2 separate regions of the Danio rerio genome follow, and region 1 is linked to region 2. Evidence: chromatin contacts called from public Micro-C data. All regions are on one chromosome and are shown on one strand. The core of a region is the stretch at or near the end of the contact, and the rest is flanking DNA. Distances in the headings are between cores, read along the strand shown.

Region 1 (2,831 bases), core at 271-2,770, 360 kb after region 2:
AGTTCCTGCAAGTCGATGTTATGGACTGGCCTGCCCTGCTTGTTTCCCAGATCTGAATCCAATTGAGCGCATCTGGGAAATCATGTCTCGCTCCATCCATCAACACCACATTGCACCACAGACTGTCCAGGAGTTGGCAGATGCTTTAGTCCAGGTCTTGGTGGAGATCCCTATGGAGATCATCCACCACCTCATCAGGAGCATTCCCAGGTGTTGTAGGAAAGTCATACAGGCATGTGGAGGCCACGGACACACTGCTGAGCCTCATTTTGACTTGTTTTAAGGACATTGCATCAAAGTTAGACCAGCTTGTTGTGTGTTTTTTCACTTTTGAGTGTGGCTCCAAATACAGACATAGGTTAATAAATTTGATTTCCATTGATAATTTTTGTGTGATTTTTATTTGTCAGCACATTAAACACATTCAGATCTATGATGTGCTATTTTAGTGTTCCCTTCATTTTTTAAAACTGTGTGTGTATGTATATATGTAAATATAATTTGATTTATAATTCAAGATGTCTATGCTGATATTTGTACCAACTCTCCCTCTCTCGTTATTCAGTGAATGATAAATGATTAAGAAAACACACATGAATAAGACATGATTGGAAATTTGTTCATTTTCCTGTAATTAGCCCTGCAGATGAAGAGCTAAGTTTCATTAGCACATGATTAACAGAAGCCACTGGCTTTCATTTAGGTTTCCCCTCCTCTCAAACCCTCTGCTGTTTAACGGCCCATTTCAGCAATGAAAACAGGCCATTGCAGGCTGTACTGTACATCACACCATGGCCTGCCATTTTAAACAATGGGACGTTTAGTACATAGTGAGGCACTAATTACTCTGCTTGCCACTTTCCTAAGATGTGTATTGATGTTCTCTTTCTACATGGATACATCTAATACCTCACTTCAGTGAAGTGAAGCCAACATTAACATTTATAGAGGAAAAGAGGAGGAAAGAGATTGAAGAACCAAAGAGTCATAAAAGAGCTCAGATGATCAAGTAAGTGTTTTTTACTCATTATTGCTGAATGATCTTGCTTTGTCAACATTTTGTACTGCATAGGCCTACAGCACCTTTTTGTGAGTGTCACTAACGTATTCTTGTAAGATGGTTCTTTAAAGGTTTTTAACACAATAGTTCTGTTTAAAACTGTATTATCTTGAGGGACACTTGTTATGCTAAAATGGTTCTTTATGTGATTGTGAGTTTAGGTGAAACTGAAACTGACAAAGCACCTGGTTTCTGAAGCTCAACCATCAAATACACAGACTGTCAGCACGGTTTCGAGCAAAGACTGTAATAAATAATACTTGGTTATTGCTTCAATCTCCTCTCAAAGCTCTCTGACAGTCCGCTCAGAGACTGTCAATAAATGTCAATCACGATAAAACTCCTCGTTTTTATAACATTAAAAATTACTCAGCACAAAAACTGACATCGGAACCACTATCAGCGTGGGAGATTTATCGGAAATGTAAATATATGGTTTACCTGGAGAGGGCAGAGACGTGTGCTGCATCCAGCCACCAGGGGGCGATCATGAGCCTGGAGCTTGATTTTCAGGAGAAAACATGAGGCACACCCGGTCCTGGTCTCAACAGGTAAATAAAATCATTTTTAATATTTCTATACAATTTATTCTATACAATTGGTCCCAGAAGGTCTGGTCTGAGAATTTCAGAAACAGCAGATCTACTGGGATTTTCATGCACAACTGTCTCAAGGCTTAACAGAGAAGGGTCTGAAAAGAGAAAATATCTTGTGAGCGGCATTTCTGTGAGTGCAAGTGCCTTGTTGACGTCAGAAGACAGAGGAGATGGGCCAGACTGGTTCCAGACTGTACCACACCAGGTGCCACTCCTGTCAGCTAAGAAGAAGAAACTGACGCTACAATTTACACATCATGAATGTGCAGCGGACATTTGCAGCAACTGCGTGATGTTATCATGTCAATATGGACAAAAATATCTGAGGAATATTTCCAGTACCTTGTTGAAGTGATGCCATGGAGGATTAAGGAAAATGGGAGTTCAACCCGGTACTATTAGGTGTACCTAAAACAAAAGTCTGGTGTGTGTGTGTGTGTGTGTGTGTGTGTGTGTGTGTGTGTGTTTACACATATAAATGTAACATGTACATAACTAAAAAAAAATTATTTGTTTATTTATTTATTTATTTATTTATTTATATTAATTTTTAAGTCCTATATAGCAAATTTAAAACATGGTACATAATAAAACATTATGAGAACTGTATACTTTATTTTTACCAAATTACACTATTTTACACACACAAATTACAGCTTTGTTACAAGCTGAAGAAACACTATTCTGCGCTGCCATAATTCTATAAGCAGAACACTACCTATTCTATAAGTTAAAAGCTTTTCTGCCATGTCACTATTCTATAAATACAGCAATAATTCTGCTCCGTAAGTAGATTGATATAGCACATTTCATTATTTTGTAAGTAAAACACCCTCTTACTGTTCTATAAGAACAGCACTATTGTTCTTTATTATAGTTCTCTGAGGTGAACACTATCATGCTCTGTCATAATTCTATAAGTAGAAGACTATGTTCTTTTTCACTTTTCTCTAAGTACAAAACTATCATGCTCTTATTCTATATGAAGATCTCCGTGATGCTCTTTCACTGTTCTGTGTAATGGAAGATTACCGAGCTCTTTCTCTGTTCTATAAGTAGCACACTATTCTGCTCTGTCACTATGGTGTGAGTGAGAAATGATCTGCATATGGAACACTCTTTTGCTCAGTCACTTTTTCTGTAAGTGGAGCACTGCTGTCCAGTCTACACTCTGC
Region 2 (2,928 bases), core at 381-2,880:
TCTGGTATGTGACTTTGGCTATGAATTAATGTGTGACTGTTGGCTTACTTTTCTGAGAGCGGCGGTCCGGTCTGCTGCTTTCCCCAGTGCAAACCCTGCAGTGAAGTGAACAAAACAGCCAATTAACCCTGATTATGGCTACTTTATTAAACTTTTGCCATGCTCCATATATTACAGACCTGAGATGTGCAAATCTGCATATTTGCTAAAGTTGTTTTTTTTTTTTTTTTGCCTGAATAAGCCAAACTTAATAATGCACAGAGGCATACAGTTTTATCATATGTTTGATTTGTATAGCCTCACTTGATGCAGGGTGTAAAGTAGCTAGAGTATTAAAATAGTTAAGTAATTCTTTGAAATAATTTAAATATGTATAATTATTATATATTTTGTACTTTTAGACATAAAGGTCACTGTTGAGAGTGGCAATAATGGAACAGGGTGGGGCCAAGCTGGAGCGCTCACTCTATTCCCCCCGGCTCTGCAATGGTTGGGGAAATTGCAAATTGAACCAAAACAAATGATTACAATTGGCTTGAGATTGGCAATGAAAATTTCTGAATTGGAACCAGCAAAACCTGCAAATTTAATTTAAAAAATAAATAAATAAATAAATAAATAAATAAAGAGTGGCAATAACAAAAAAACATTACAAAAACTAAAGTGAAAAATATATTCATATATTAGAATACACAATATACATTTATTAAATTTCCTTCAGCTTACTACCTTATTCTTACTTACTTACCTTATTCATTAGGGGAATGAACCGCCAACTTACCCAGCATATGTTTTACACAGTGGATACCCTTCAAGCTGCAACCCAGTATTGGGAAACATCCATATACTCTCAGACACACTTATACACTAGTCAATTAAAATCACCTATACCATATGTATTTGGACTGTGGTGGAAACCAGAGCACCCTGAGGAAACCCATACAATAACATGCAAACTCCATACAGAAATGCCAACTGACCCAGCCTGGATGCAAACCAGCGGCCTTTTTACTCTGAGGCAACAGTGCTAACCACTGAGCCATTGTGTCGCCCAATACACAACATACGTGATAAAAATAATATTATATTTATATTTATAATAATAAACTAATATTAATAAACAAATATTACATTTATTATCTAAATAATTATTATTTAACATTATAAAAAATAATAATACATGATATTTCTCTCTCTCTCTCTCTCTGATTTTTAATTATATCACATAAAAACATTTTTAATTATGGTCAATTGATATTTTCTTTAAAAAAATCTTTAAATTAATGTTTAATATTTGCATTTGAAATAAAAATCTAAGACTTTTATATAATAAACAAAAATCAACATTTCACTCAAACCCGTCCCAAATAAATCTTGTAAATCCAGAAAGACTAACCATTTTCATGTACTGTCTTTATAATAATTGTCTTTATTATAATTGTTTCCATCAAATTTACCTGCGACTCCATTTCCATTGCCCACTGCCACCAAAGCACTGATGGATCTCTTCCTGCTCTCTTTGGGTGTAACAGTAAACACACTCTTGAGCTGTCAATCAAACAAACATTACATTTAATTGTTAATAACTGCAGTGAATCAGATACTGTACATGTACTTCCCTGACGCAGCCAGCAGGAGGCAGTAGAAACCTACTGTTAAATTATAATATGCTCCACTGAAACGTGTCTAAAATACTGCAGTCTGTCCCACACACAAACACACACACACATACACATACACAACCTCTCTGTGTGTGCACAGGCAGCAGATGTGTGTGTGTAACTGTATAACATAAAGTACTTATAGAGAATAAAAGCATTCTTCTCCTTACTGCAATTGCTTATGTAACATCTGCTGTAGGAGTATTATTGACATGATGAGCTGCAAAAGATCAGCACAAAGATCTCATTTTTGTGCAAGAAAAAGCCACCCACTGGCGAGAATCAAAACATGTTCAGTGGACGTTACAGAGTATCTCTAAAAAGATACATAGCTTATTACAATGTGTCTGTAACCAGCAGCTGGCAACCTTTTGAAGTGCTGCAAATGCAGAAAGCCTCACTTAAGACCAGCGCTTGTAGTCACATCTCCTTTTCATACAAACTATTATTCTGCCGGAAAAATAAATAATTAAAATTAAAGTGCCACTGCGCAGCCCACCAGGCAGTTTACATTGTTTACCCACACTGCACAGTTCACTTAGAATGTTTTGCTCTCATATAGTAGATAACTAAATATACCAGGTTGTGTGAGGATAATTGCTGCAGGAGAGAGCATATATTAAAATACTAAGAGAAATGAATAATAAAAAAACACCTACATTCTAAAAATGCATGTGCTAGGTGTTGTACATTTTAATGCCAATGATGGCACTCATGCGTTAAACTGCCAAGGGTCGTCCTTATATATTCAACATAAAATAATTTTTCGGTTCATTTATAGTTTTTTTATACAGTACACAACCTGACAAAAGTCTTGTCATCGATCCTAGTTGTAAGAGCAAAAAATAATAGCTTGACTTCTAGTCGATCATTTGGAAAATTGGCAGAAGGTAGATTTTTCAGATGAATCATAAAAATTACTGCACCTACTAGAACCCGCATGCATCCAAGATTCTCACAGAAATCAGTGATGTTTAAAAAGGAAAAAAAAATCATAGTTTGGGGTTACATCCAGTATGGGGGCATGTGAGAGATCTGCAAAGTGGATGGCAACATCAACAGCCTGAGGTATCAAAACAATTGTGCAGCCCATTACATTACAAACTACAGGAGAGGGCAAATTCCTCAGCAGGATAGCACTTCTTCTCATACTTCAGCCTCCACAAAGTTCCTGAAAGCAAAAAAGATCAAGGTGTTCCAGGATTGGCCAGCCCATGAACATCATTAACATGAACATCATTGAGCATGGTAAGATGATGCAAGAGGC

Evidence for each region. Hi-C and Micro-C count contacts between places; a contact is called where the count stands out from the background.
Region 1: a Micro-C map of caudal fin shows a contact between it and region 2, with 9 times the contacts expected there. The contact joins two enhancer-like sites. A contact is called at or near these places in 1 of 18 Hi-C or Micro-C datasets (caudal fin) and 1 of 4 datasets of contacts at active chromatin or transcription factors (caudal fin).

What each region holds. Positions count from the first base shown.
Region 1 is chr17:23,879,116-23,881,946 of GRCz12tu, forward strand. No RefSeq gene overlaps it. Among named protein-coding and RNA genes, the nearest start is that of edaradd, 10 kb to the right of the region's middle. Within about 2 kb of position 1,521, at least 6 of the 62 cell types and tissues checked have an H3K27ac peak or open chromatin away from gene starts, as enhancers often do. A contact at or near this core is called in caudal fin, where this site is marked.
Region 2 is chr17:23,517,136-23,520,063 of GRCz12tu, forward strand. mrps5 (mitochondrial ribosomal protein S5) reads right to left here. Exons shown (of 11, transcript NM_001076596.1): 6 at 1,458-1,548; 7 at 49-95. Among named protein-coding and RNA genes, the nearest start is that of zgc:101772, 11 kb to the left of the region's middle. Within about 2 kb of position 1,631, at least 1 of the 62 cell types and tissues checked has an H3K27ac peak or open chromatin away from gene starts, as enhancers often do. A contact at or near this core is called in caudal fin, where this site is marked.